Linked DNA regions of Rattus norvegicus: region 2 is linked to region 1. A link is a contact called in public Hi-C data. All regions are on one chromosome and are shown on one strand. Each heading gives the region's core, a stretch centred on a gene start, on an enhancer-like site or on the middle of the called end of the contact. The rest is flanking DNA. Distances are from core to core; before and after follow the strand shown. Region 1 holds the start of Mdh2 (malate dehydrogenase 2). Region 2 holds the start of Rhbdd2 (rhomboid domain containing 2).

Region 1 (6,778 bases), core at 817-3,316:
CCAAGGTGCATAGTGACATTCTTTCTAAAATGAAAACAAGCAAACGAACCCAAAGAGGCTGAACTTGGGGATACAGCCCAGCAGCAGCACAGCGTTCACTTAGCATGCATACGGCCCAGAGTTCGATCCTCAGCTCCACAAACACACACCGACACCGAGCCACACCATTCACGCTCTGCGGAGCTAACCCTACTCTGCCGCTCTGCGTCTATCTCCATGTCCACCTACCACAGTTACCTCATTTGTGGACCACCCCAGGCCACTTCTTATTCATCCTTGTCATCTCTGAGCACCCAGGGCCTTGGACATACCTAGCAAGTGTTTACCACTGAACTATGTCCCCAGCACTGTTTTCCTGTCAGACAGAGTCCTCCTAAACTACCCAGGCGGGTCTCAAACTTCATCTTCCTGCCTGGAACTCTTGAGTGGCTGGGATTACAAGCATCACAGACCCAGTGTGCAATATGCTTAGGTTGGCTTTCTGTTCTATTATCTGGTGTGTGTGTTTAGATGCAGTGCCCATGGCAGCCAGAAGTGGCTTCAGATCCTCTGGAGCTGGAGTAACAGGTGGTTAGGAGCCAACTGCCTTGGGTCCTGGAAACCAAAATCCGTTCTCTGCAAAATCAGCAAACACTTTTAACTGCTGAGTACATCTCCAGACCCTGTTATCTTTATTTTTCAATGAATTGATTGGATGGGGAACAGGAAGACATGACATAATAATAAATGTAGAGTTTCCTCGAATTATTTGGAGTGTGGCCTTGGTTGTATCGACTTTGCTAGAGATATGTAAAAATACAGACCCTGCCCTATTGACAAGATCCTGGGATGCCTTTATTGATTCTGACATGCACTAGTTAAAGAAGCACCGGCCCAGAAGAAGGTGACTATAAATAGCTTAGCTGTAACTGTCCTAGGCCAAGTCTACCCAAAGCAGGGATGATCCTCCAAGAATAATTCATAAGAGAAAGAAGGCTCCAGTAGAGGAGGTGGTTCAGTTGTTAAGTGCATAAGGACTTGAGTTCAAAGCCCAGTTCCCCAGCCTGGCAGACAAAGGCCTTCTCTAAAAGAAGTAAGGTCTAAAACTGTGGTTCTTAAGCTTCCTAATGCTGCAACCTTTTAATACAGTTCCTTACGTTGGGACCCTCAAGCATAAAAATCACTTTCATTGCTACTTTGTAACCTTAATTTTGTTACTGTTATGAATTACAATATAAATATTTGATATGGGGCCCCTGTGAAAGGGTCATCGATGCCAAGGTTGAGAACCGCTGGTCTACAGTGATGGCAAGACACTGATGTCCTTCTCTAGCCTCTGTACAATCATGTGCACATACACCACACACAAATAATAATGCTTGGTGCATGTCTTTAATCCCAGTACTGAGGCAGAGACGGATCTGTGTGAGTTCGAGGCCAGCCTGGTCTACATAAATGAACATAAAGAAAGCAATCCCTTAGCGAAGAAGACTACTGACAGTGCTAATTTCAATCAAGTCTGTCAAACTGCTGTAACCTTGACTCAGTTCTCTACTCTCAGAACCTCGGGCTGCCGGCACTACAAAGTTAATGTTACACGTCATTTCTCCTCCTCATGTATAACTCGCATGGAGGCTGAGGAGAAAATCAGTTATGTCGAAGCAATGCAAAGTTGCATATTAATGCAATCTGCTTCCGGACCGAGGGCCTTGTCTTCTGCATCTACAGGGAGCGAATACTCTGGGGAGAACCTGGACTGACTTTGCCCCTCTTCCAGGTTTTCTACACAGGATGCTGAAGGAATAAGAGCCGGGCGGCCCAGCCGTCCAGCATGAGCCTTGGCGGGTTAAAAACCTCCCGAGCTCCCGGGATGCATGTGCTACCCCCGGAGTTCCTTTCTGAGCAGGCAGCCCCTTGTACCTGGGCTGAAGTGCTGAAGCTGCGGCGGAGAGCGGCACCGACAGGACGGGCGAGAGCGGACAGCATGGCTGGGACGGGCGGGGCACGGACCTACAGGCACAGCAGCTGAGAGGAGACAAGTGACTCCAACGACCTCCACTCTGCGCAGTGCCGGTCCTGTCCAGAGCCACCTGATCTCGCGATAGAAGCTTGGTTCTGCGGCACCAAATCTCGCGAGACAGGCTCGGCTAGCGCGACCAAGACCCGGCCCACTTTTCGAGTTCTCGCGGGAAAAGCCTGACGTCACGCCTCCCTATGGTCCAAAGGAATGCGGGTCTGGGCTCCGCCCACTTCCGAGATCTCGCGAGAGAGTCTCGACTTCGCTTTGTCAGATCGTTCCTTCCCCGCCGTTACGCTTTGCCCACTTCCGGGGTCTGCTGCTAGGACGGTCACAGGCATTTGGCGGAGTCTTGAGGCCGCCCCTAGCAACCTGGTGCTAGGAGGACTTGTGAAGCGCTCGCCAGAGGACAGGCTCTAGGTTAGAAGTACCTTACAGGAACCGTTAACCCAGGTGGGACTCCAGACAGACGTCCTGCCGAAGTCGCGCAGCAGGTCAGGCGGCCCCGGAGCTCCTGACCTCAGCCAGGCCCAGTTTTCCTGCCCGCGGGGATACTGGCTGGGGTCCTGGGGAGCAAAGGAAAGACGAGTCCCGGGGCAGGGTGGGCAGCAACTCCCCACCTCTGTATCCGTCAGAGCCGACCTTTCCACAGTTACACGGAGCCAAGCTTGTTGAGTTTCCAGGCGTTGCACACACCCCTGCTCGTAGTAGCGAGTACTCGCGTTACTTGGCAACAGGCGATGTGCAGGACCACGGTCCTGTGGTGCGAAGAAACGTTTGGAGATCGTGACTCGGGCTTTCGGCTTATCTCTACCCCTCAAACTTTCCAGCAGTGCAGGGAGCACGTTTCTGCAGCTCTTCCTCTTGCTTTTTCTTCTCTTTTTCCCTCCTTTTCCTTCTTACTAGTCGGGGGTATGTGTGAGCGCATAACGCATGGATTTGAAAAAAAAAAATTCCAAAGTTCACAATCAGGGCTGGAGGGATGACTCGGTGGTTAAGAGCCCTTGCCACTCTTTCAGAGTTTAGATCCTAGGACTCTAACATGTGGCTCATAACCCCCTGTAACTCTAGCTTCAAGGATAGCCATTGCCTCTGGCCTCCGCAGGCACTCATGTGTACAAACCTACGGAGACACACAGAAATAAACGGAATTTAAAATGATAAAAGTGCAAAACTAAGGATTCATACACATATACACATGCACACATATACACCTACATACATTCGAATGCATGCTACACACATAGAAAATATTCAGGAGGATTCATGTGAGTTTGAGGCCAACATAAAACTGTTAAAAAACAAAACAAAACAAAATAACAACCACACACACAAAAAAGTGGAAGATTTGGGGTTAGAAAAGGAACTGGAAGAGGGGGCATGGGTTGGGTTTGACCAAAACACTTTACATGAATGTGAAATTCTCCAGCAATAAAATGTAAGTTCAGGGGTTGGGGATTTAGCTCAGTGGTAGAGCGCTTGCCTAGGAAGCGCAAGGCCCTGGGTTCGGTCCCCAGCTCCAGAAAAAAAGAACCAAAAAAAAAAAAAAATGTAAGTTCAGTGTCCCAGCTCTGCTTAAGAAGTCCTATAATCTGAGGTACTTGGAGGCTGAAGCAGGATGGTAGTAAGTTCAATGACTCATTCTGGCTGGGGACAGTGACAGAGAAAGCAAGGCTGGTGGTAACAACACGAGAGATAAAAAACATAGCAACACATGAGAGTTCACAGTGGTTGACTGACTCTGTCTTCCGTGGTCTCTACCTCTTTGCTGGATTGATAAAGTGCACTACCAGCCCAGTCTGGAATTGGATATGCCTCCCCTGGTTCTTTCCTGCCTTTTTTCCTTGGGGAGTGGAATCTAGTGGGCATCTGACTATCATTTGGAGAAGTGATACAGTGCTGTGTGAACCTGGGAAAAATGGGTTTGGAATGGAGATCATGTTAAAGAACCTTCCAGAAGGGGTTGGGGATTTAGCTCAGTGGTAGAGCGCTTGCCTAGCAAGTGCAAGGCCCTGGGTTCCGTCCCCAGCTCCAGAAAAAAAAAAAAAAAAAAAAAAAAAAGACAAAAGAACCTTCCAGAAGATGAGCCATCTAAACTGAGACCTGCCAGATGAATGGGTGGGTCTCAATGGGACCCCTGGAGGAGGGAAGTGTCTCTTGTCTGGAAACTTGCCTATAATTAGTGAGCTGATAATATGGTTCAGTGGGTAAAGAAGCTTGCCACCAAACTTGATACCTGAGTTCGATCTCCAGGACCCATGCAGTGGAAGGAAAAAAAAAACCATGCTGTTGATTCTTCAGAAGTGGGAAGTGTGTAGGCAAGTGAATGGAAGAGGCACGGAAATGTAGACTTGTATTCAGGGAGACACTTTATTTCTGTTGGGTGGGGATATTTGGATAAGATATATTGGATCTTATCTCTGGACTATATGTTCTGGTAATTGTTTAACTTTCTGACGTCATCTAGGGATCAGGAGGTATGTATGTATTAATCATTAGTTAATTAATTTTGCTCTTCTGAGACAACGTTTCTCTGTGTAGTCCTCTGGCTCTCCTGAAATTGTAAATCGGACTGACAAACTCTACCTCCCAAATGCTGGGATTAAAAGCATGCCGCTGCCACCACCACCTATTATTTTTTTAAGGCAGGGTATAATGTACCCCAGGTTGCCCTCAGACTTTCTGTGTAGCCAAGGATGGTCTTGAACTCCTGATCTTCCTGCCTCTAATTCCAGAGTGATGCTATTGCAGGCTTGCATCAATATACCCAATTTATGCAGTGTTGGTGATGCAATCCAGGCCCTTGTGAAAGGTGGGCAAGCACTGTACACACTGAGCTCATCTCATTCTGTTTGTTCAACTTGAGACCATTCTGAGAGTGGGCCCTACTGAATTCTGATAGAGTTGAATGAGTTTAGAGGAGGTTGGAAACATCAGGTGTTCAGAGCCCCTGAAAACTAGCCAGGAACCTTGGGTCTGATTCTTGGGGTGTGTCTAGCAAAGCTTTTGGGATCATCACAAGCATGTCAGGGGGAAACAGGACTTGATTTCAACACAAAGGATCTCAGGGCCTGAGGATACAAGGGATGAGTGGCTGGGATTTTGGGGGGAGACTACACAATGAGATGGCTGGAATGTGAAGGAAGGGGGGAGCCAGAGAAGGATAGAGGTGGGACAAGTACAGGCTCCACAGCACCTCATAAAGTTGCATGTGCATGGTGGTGCCAGCCTTTATTCCCAGCACTTAAAAGGTACATGAAGAAAGGAGGACCAGAAATTTAAGATCATCCTTGACTCTATAGAGACTTTTAAGGTCAGCCTGGGTTACATGAAACCCTGTCTCAAAACTAACGATAATAAAAAGGGATGTGTTGCTAGAAAGATGGCTCAGAAGTTAAGAGTTTGTACTACTCTTACAGAGGACCTGAGCAGTTCTCAGCACCTGCTTGAGATAACTCACAACTGCCTAATAGCTCTAACTCTGGGGGATCCAGCTCCCTTTCCTGACCTCCATCAGCTCCTGCTTTGACATTGCTCATAGCCATGCACACATACACTTAAACAAAAACAAAGTTAAGTCGTTTCTTAATGAGTCAGGCATGGTGGTATATACCTTTGATCCCAGCACTAGGAGGCCAGAGGCAGGTAGATCTCTTTGAGTTCCAGGCCAACCAGAGATGCATAGTGAGAGCCTGTCTTGACAAACGAATGAATGTGTTGAATCAGGCTGGGGAAAGTATACGTAGGTCAAAAGGGAAGTTGGGTTATGTGGAAGGAAGACTGGGAAAAGAGCTACATTTGAGGCTGAATTGAGTTTACTGTTGAGTTATTTCCAAGAGGGGGACATGCTGCAAGAAGAAATGTCAGTAAGACAGACAGACACCAGAGTTGAAGCCATTCCCTACAGAGAGGAGAGTTGTGTTTAGGAATGTGTTCAGTGGGACTGGGGATTTAGCTCAGTGGTAGAGCGCTTACCTAGGAAGCGCAAGGCCCTGGGTTCGGTCCCCAGCTCCGAAAAAAAAAGAACCAAAAAAAAAAAAAAAAAAAAAGGAATGTGTTCAGTGATAGAATGCTTGCCCAGTGCGCATAAAGCCCTGGATTTCATCCCTAGAACCACTGTCCTAGGGTTTCCTTTGCTGTGATAAAACACTAAACCAAAAGCGTCTTGGGGAGGGAAGAGTTTATCCCATCTTACAGTGTGTAGTCCATCTTCAGGGAAGTCAGGGTGGGATTCTGGAGGGAGTTGTTGATGTGGTGGCAATGGAAGAGCAGTGCTTACTGGCTTGCACCTCATGACTTGCTCAGCCTGTGTTCTTATAGCATCCAGGACCACCAACCCAGGGGTGGGACTGCTCACAGTGAGCTTGGACCTCTCATATCAATCAGCCAATCAAGAAAATGCTCTACAGACTTAGCACAGACCAGTCTGGTGGGGGCATTTCCTCAATTGAGATTCCCTCTTCCAAAATGACACTTGAGTGTTTCAAGCTGACCTAAAACAGCCAGCACAGCCCCGCGAACAGGGCATGGTAGTTAGTGCTTGCATGCTTGTAGTCCCAGCACTCAGGTCCGAGATGACTTCAGGAGCACCAGAAGTTCAGGATCATTCTCTGCCTGCACAAGGGAGACACTGTGGGCATGAGAGACTGTAGTCATCAATTTTCTACTCTGCACCTCCCTGGGCTCCCTCCCCACTGTAACCCTGCTATACTTTGTGTCTGGGAAGGAGTAACTTACTATCTAGTGGCTTTTCCACTCAGCCCATCTGAAATGATTTGATTG
Region 2 (6,964 bases), core at 2,992-5,491, 150 kb after region 1:
TTACAAGAAAAAAAAAAAACAAAACAAAACAAAAAACAGTCACACTGGTGCAATTAAGCCTAAACTGCTAACTAGCTGAGCTGAGGTGGCCTGGGCAGGCAGCCATATTTGTATCTTCCAGATGAGTTCTGGTCCAGAGAGCTGCCCAAGGCTCTCAGGTTTTCCAAGCTGGAGCCCAAGCCCAGGCTGCCTGTGTAGGAGCCTAAGGTTGTGTACCTGACACCCCACAGCGTCCATGTGGGTTTGCCCTTTGGTGCAGCTTCCCTCTGCAGCTCCCTCCCAGGAAGGATACATGATAGGCCTATCAAAAGGCCAGAGACGTTACTGAGGAAGGAGGTCTGAGGGATAAGCCAGGAGGCACACAGCAGCAGCCACGGTACAAGGACAGAAGGCACCACCACACCGAACACCAGGGCCCGCCTCATCCGAGAGCGGACTGAGGTGACTCCCAGCATGGCGAAAGCTACTGGGGTGAAGCCTCTGGCATCCTCCACCTCCCCTAGCTTAGACAGCGACGACACAGACTCGAATGACAGGTAGATGATGGCGGAGAAGACGGTAAAGATCAAGGTGAAGAAGCAGTGGCGAACGGTGCCCACGCTCCTCTCGAAGTTGCCAGCAAAGCGCCAGATGATGATGGCACCACAGAGCAGGGAGATAGGGTTCTCATAGACGAAGATGTAGGTCACCAGCCTGTAAACTAAAGATGGCTCCGGTTAGTGGTCCAAGGCAGTGCTGCTCCCACCAGGGGAAGCCAGGCCCCAAGCCAGCAGGGGAAGGCAGCATTGATGCTGGGCTGTAGCTCAGTGGGTCAGGAGCTTGGTAGGATGCACAAAACCCTGGCTTCCATTACTAGCACTGCAGACAACTCGCACAGGAAGTGGTGGTGCACACTTATGCCAGTGCTTAGGAGCTAGACAGACAGGTCACAAGTTCAAGGTCATTCTCAGCTATACTGTGGATTTGGACTACCTGGAATCCTGTCTCAACAATAAAAAAAAAAAAAAACCACAACAGGAAAGTGTCCATGATTCAAGGCATAAGTATATAATATAGTTTCTGTTCCTTCCTGGCCCTGAAGCCCTGGCTATCAAAACCAGTTCCCATGACTCAAAGCATGAACATATGATGTCTCCATTCTTTCCCAGCCCTGGAGCAGAGGTTATGGAGACCAACTTCTATGTGTGAAAAAGGTAACTTGAAAACTGGAGTTATTTCTGAACACGTCCAGTGCTGTATAACAACACTCTTTCAGGTTTTCTTTTAAAGATGTGTTTTGATTGTTGTGTTTTGTTGTTGTGTGTCTATGTATACTACTTGTATGCAGGTACCTGTGGAGGCCAGAAGAGGGTGTGGGATCTCCTGGAGCTGGAGTTACGGGCAATGTGACCATGTGGAGTGCTGAGAACCAAACTTGGGTCCTCTGCAAGAGCAGCCAGCTCTGTTAACCGCTGAGCCATCTCTCCAGCCCTCCTCCTTTTAGATTTTAATAGTGACCTACCTCACTAGGCAGTGTGAGGGCTAATTAATTGTGACAGCTTCAGGGTCTACTGAGTGGGTCTCACTTAACACTCTGAGGGCCAGTCAACTCAGCTGGGATTCTGGCTTCTCCATCCATAGAGGCCGTTCAGGAGGAGGAAAAAGGAAGGAGGAATTTTAACGACCATAAAATTATCATTACTAATAGACATAGATTAAGTAAGTCTTCTTAGAGAGTGTTTTTCCAGCTTTACAGGTGCAGCCAAGATTTATAGGCCATAAAATAGCTAGGAAAGCCCTTCTCTCTCTGTAGTGAGACAAGGTCTCACTCCGCAGCCCTGTCCGGGGTTTGCATTGCTGTACAGACCAGGTTGGTTCCGGCTTCCTGAGGGCTGGGATCATTTGGCCTTCCTTTGGGATGCAAGGTTTAAATGTGGAGCCCAGACCAGCTGCGAACTCACGATCTTTCTGCCTCAGCCTTTTGAGTGCTGAGACTACAAGTGTCTGCCATATTTGGTTTCCACACTCCCTTCAAATACAAGTTATTGCTAACGTACATAGCTTTTAAAAATTATGTTTATTTATTTGTGGGTATATGAGAGTACATGATCAGAGGAAAACCTTCGGAAGTTCTACCACGAAAGTTCCAGAGATCAAACCCCAGTTCTCACACTTGGCAGCCAGGTTCTCGCTGAGCCACCTTCCAGGGCTCTAATTTCCTTTTTTGTTTGTTTTTTGAGACAGGGTCTTATTCTATAGCCCTGCTTGGCCTGGAACTCCCTATGGAGACCAGGCTGGCCTTAAACTCATAGAGATCTGCCTGCCCAGTGCTGTGATTAAAGGTAAATATCACCACACCTGACCCTCTCGTGTACTTATTTATTTCTGAGGGCTGGAACCCTAACATGCCAGAGGGAGATGGATGAAGTGATGGTGTCATCCTTAGGGCCGTAAGACTTAGAGTGGTGTGTGTGTGTGTGTGTGTGTGTGTGTGTGTGTGTGAATGCGCGCCCGCGCGCGCGCACGCATGTGTGTGCGTGTTGGCGTTATCATAACCAGGCTGCCTGAGTTAAGTCCAAGGTCCATGGCCTCACAGCTTTATTTCCTAATTATAAAATAACGTGGTCAAACTTGAGGCCTTCAAAGGTCCCTTATGTAACCGTATCTCTACCTGTTCATGGACACCATGCTCAGACAAATAAGGTTAAGTAAGCACGGTGATGCATGTCTGTGTTCTAGTAGTCAGAAGGGTGAGGCAGGAGGATCACAGGCTTGGAGCCACCCTGGACTGCATAATGAGTTCTGGGGTAAATAAATGGCAAGTCCCTTGTTTCAAAGTGAAACACACACACACACAAAACCAGACAGAGGTTGTGTGCCTATCTACACTGGCATTTAGCTCACCATAAGAACTGCTTCATGCATTACAACAGGAGAGAAGTTCCAGCTTTAAGCAGGAAACCATAAAAACCCTTGTGAGATTAGCTCCAGAAGTTTATTTGCTGGATACATCCCAAATTGAAATTTCATGGTAACTAGGAAAAGATTCTACATGCAACTCTGTAAGATTTAGGGAGCTGATGGGATGGCTCAACAGGTAGAAGTGCTTGCTACCAATCCCAAAGACCTGAGTTTGATTCCCAGGCCCCATATGGGGAAGAAGAGAAAGACTACTGCCAGGCTGTCCTCTGACCTCCACATGTGTACACACAGGCATATAAATAAATGCATACGTATCCATCTGTCTAAAGGTATGGAGATTATACTCAAAGCCTTAGTTCTAAATCACCATACTAGAAACAAAATGCGGGGTTCCTATCTCAATATTATGATGTATTTAGCTTTGCGATTCTCTGTATTCAACCACAGCTTCTGGTAAACAGGCCATTTAATATGGCCTGTCATGAAATCGCAGTGAGGATTACCTGAAATGAATGCGCAGGCCTCTGTTAACGTTAGAAAAGCAACAGGGATTTCCCAGGAAAGAATTAGGAAGAAACAAAGACTAGGAATCCTGTCTTTTACAAAAGGATGATTACAGACTTCATTGGTCTGAGAAATTTCTCTCCCCTGAGAAAACAAACACTTTACCAGGGGCTTCTTCTGTGGGCTGGAATTTAGAGTCAGGATTAAGTTAAAGACGCAGCAGAGAATTCGGGAGTCAAGAGGAAAAGCCATTCATTGGGGTGACAAGAGACGAGGTTCAATTGTCACGATGAAGGTGAGAGAGGTTTGATTTGTTCCTGTGCGGCTCGGGCCTTCAGCAGATGGGGTTTGTGTTTATAAAACGTGTTTATAAAGCTTAGGAAGTGTATTCACCCTCGAGACTAAAGAATGAATGGACCTGGGGTAACACGGAAGGGGGCGATTCTGGGTAGGGAAAGAGTTGGCGGAAATGATACGCGCTTTGGACAAGACATGCGGGAGCTCCAAGTGGGGAGAATGATGGTGGGCACGGATGGTGGGGTTGGCTGGCAGTGAGGCTGGAGAGCTGAGACCCGGGAGTCTGCGGGCTGAGGAAGCGCGCCATCCCCGCCCCGCCTCTGCTCACCTTGCCAGTTGCGCAGGGCCTCGGAGCGCAGAGACAGCCCCGAGGGCGCCAGAGGCGGCTGCAACAGGAACAGGCGTGGGCCCGACACCAGCAGCGAGAGCAGGGCGGTGAAGAATGTGGCGGAGGGCACCTCGGGACACGAGCACCAGAAGCGACTCGCGGGCCCCGAGGCCGCCATGGCCGCGAGACCTTCCCGCGTGCCGCCTCGGCACTCCCCACCTTCCTCGGCAATTTCCGCCTCCTTGCGGCGGTCTCCCATGGCAACAACGGAAGACTGGCCTCTCCTCAAACCCCGCCCTCTTGGGGGAATGCCCAATCCTGTGGAGTCATCCACCCTTACTCGCCTAAAGGAGGCCGGGAGTTGTAGTTCCAGCTCACCCACGGGGGCTGCGCAGGCTGCCTCCTCAGGAGTATTCTTGCCCAGACTTCAGCTTCTTTCTTCATCTTTAATTAAAACAAACAAACAAACAAACAAAACACCCCCATAACCATTTAATTACATCTATTTATTTGTTTGCGTGTGGAGAGAGGCATGCAACGCGTGTGGAGGGTGGATGACAACTTAAGGGAGTTTGTTCTCTTCTTCCACCAGTGGGTCCAGGGTATTGGATTTGGGTAATCAGGCTTGGCAGCAAGTGCCTTTGCCCACTGAGCCATTTCTCTAGCCCTTTTTAACTTTTTCGCTTTTATTTTTTAGATTTTATTGGCTTTTGCCTCAGTAAGAGAGTGTTGTAGGTGTGCACAAAAGCACCTTTACTCTCAGCCTTCTCGAAGGCTCCCTTTAAAGTTTTTTTCAGTATACATTTGTAATAATAATTCATTTGTAATAATAACAATGGCTTCATTATGACATTTTCTTACATGTGTATGATGTATTTTGATCATATTTGATCACAGCTCCATTACTCTCTCTTGCCTTCCTACCTTAATTTCTCTTCTGCTTCCATGTTTCTTTTTTTTTTTTCGGAGCTGGGGATCGAACCCAGGGCCTTGCGCTTCCTGGCAAGCGCTCTACCACTGAGCTAAATCCCCAACCCCCCATGTTTCTTACTTTTTTTTTTTTTCTTTTCTTTTTTTCAGAGCTGGGGACCGAACCCAGGGCCTTGCGCTCGATAGGCAAGCACTCTACCGCTGAGCTAAATCCCCAACCCCCTTCTAACTTCTTTTTAAAAAAAGATTTACTTATTTATTTATTTAACGTATGTGAGTACACTGTAGCTGTCTGTAGTCACACCGGAAGAGGGCATCAGATCCCATTACAGATGGTTGTGAGCTACCATGTAGTTGCTGGGAATTGAACTCAGGACCTCTGGAAGAGCAGGCAGATGGCTCCTAACCACTGAGCCATCTAGCCCCTCTTATTTCTTTTTAATTTTTGCGACCCAATGAGTTTCATTAAAGTCACTTGGTGGAGCACGGGTGACTACTTGGTGGAGTACCAGTAGCTACACCACTGAAGGAAATGTCTTTCCTGCCAACAACCATTAATTACTAGTAGATCCCCCAGAGAGGGAGTGGGACCTTGAAAGTCTTCCTCTTGCTAAAACATTGACTCTGAACTCTGGTTCTCCACCTCCTGCAGGAATTTTTGATGCGCACCGCCTCCCTCAGGGGCTCGAACCCATGGACTCCAGCATGCTACCAACTGAATTACATTTTCTTTTTTCTTTTCTTTTCTTTTTTTCAGAGCTGGGGACCGAACCCAGGGCCTTGCGCTTGCTAGGCAAGCGCTCTACCACTGAGCTAAATCCCCAACCCCTGAATACATTTTCAGTCGATTCCTTCCCACTGTAATGATATGACGTCTTGCGGACCATGGAACCCAATTCTCAAACACACTTGTCTCTGCTATGCCAAAGAGGAGACTGCGTCTAGGAGGATCCCTAAATGGTAAAAGAAAGGATTAGAACTTGGTTCTTCCTGCCTGAATTGGCCGAGAAGCCAGTTCCAGCACTTTCTGGAGCTGAATTGGACATAAAGATGAGGAAGCAGAGGAGTCTACTTTAACTACGCATGCGCTATGACTTTTTTTTTTTTTTTTTTTTTAACTAAGCTCTGCCTTAGCCTTTTGCAGTTTGAAAAGAGCTTCCGGCAGAGAAAAGGTATTTACGGTGGACAACTGGAGCACCTTTTCTGAGCTACAAGTGCTTTAGCAGGTGAGGTCGCTCGCCGACAAAGTAACGGGTGGGGCGAGAGTCAGGGACTGAATCCCAGTCCGCTGGGTCCCAGGAGGCGACGACAAGATATTCCTTTTTCAATGTTTTGTTTTGGCAGTACTGGCCATTGAGCCTACAGCCAAGTGGATGAAAGGTTAGGACTTCTGTCACTGAGCTACAGTCCCATTCCTCCTCCCCAGTACTTATATATGCACTGTATACATTTATACAGTATTTACATATACTCCTGAAAAATAATCATATGTAATCAAGAAGCCATCCATTTTATAAGCCCAATAAATGAATCCGCCCCCCTAAGGAACAATAGCTTTGCTCATATAACATCTACCACTAGGGGGCAGCAGGGGTTATAGACACAAGCTAGAAATAATGAGTTTTAAAAAGTGAGGAATATGGGAAGGTATGCAGCTTGGGGACCTGAGTTTGACCCCATGGATCCACATGGTGGATGGGGAGAGCCAGAGAGCCGACTTCTGTAATCTGTCCTCTGACCTCCACGAAAGCACCCACATAGATGCAAAGAAATAAATGACGTAATAGAATGGAAAACCAAAAGAGAGCGGGATAGAAATAGTTTTTCTTGGGGTTGGGGATTTGGCTCAGTGGCAGAGCGCAAGGCCCTGGGTTCGGTCCCCAGCTCCGAAAAAAAGAACCAAAAAAAAAAAATAGTTTTTCTTTCAACACAAACCACAGCTCTTGCTCTGAAGAGTTTATCCCAGAGCTAAATATAGAAATGGTTTCATCAAGACCCTTGTAG

What was found. A called contact is a pair of places that touch in the nucleus more often than the background predicts.
Region 2: a Hi-C map of hepatocytes shows a contact between it and region 1, with 2.8 times the contacts expected there. The contact joins the promoter of Rhbdd2 here to the promoter of Mdh2 in region 1. A contact is called at or near these places in 4 of 12 Hi-C or Micro-C datasets (Schwann cells, hepatocytes, liver and 1 more) and 1 of 1 datasets of contacts at active chromatin or transcription factors (oligodendrocytes).

The regions. Positions count from the first base shown.
Region 1 is chr12:26,541,775-26,548,552 of GRCr8, forward strand. It overlaps Mdh2 (malate dehydrogenase 2), which reads right to left and starts at 2,067. Exons shown (of 9, transcript NM_031151.3): 1 at 1,900-2,067. The coding sequence starts at 1,965. It overlaps Styxl1 (serine/threonine/tyrosine interacting-like 1), which reads left to right and starts at 2,421. Exons shown (of 9, transcript NM_001037788.2): 1 at 2,421-2,449.
Region 2 is chr12:26,686,654-26,693,617 of GRCr8, forward strand. It overlaps Rhbdd2 (rhomboid domain containing 2), which reads right to left and starts at 4,242. Exons shown (of 4, transcript NM_001191827.1): 1 at 4,031-4,242; 2 at 293-700. The coding sequence starts at 4,208.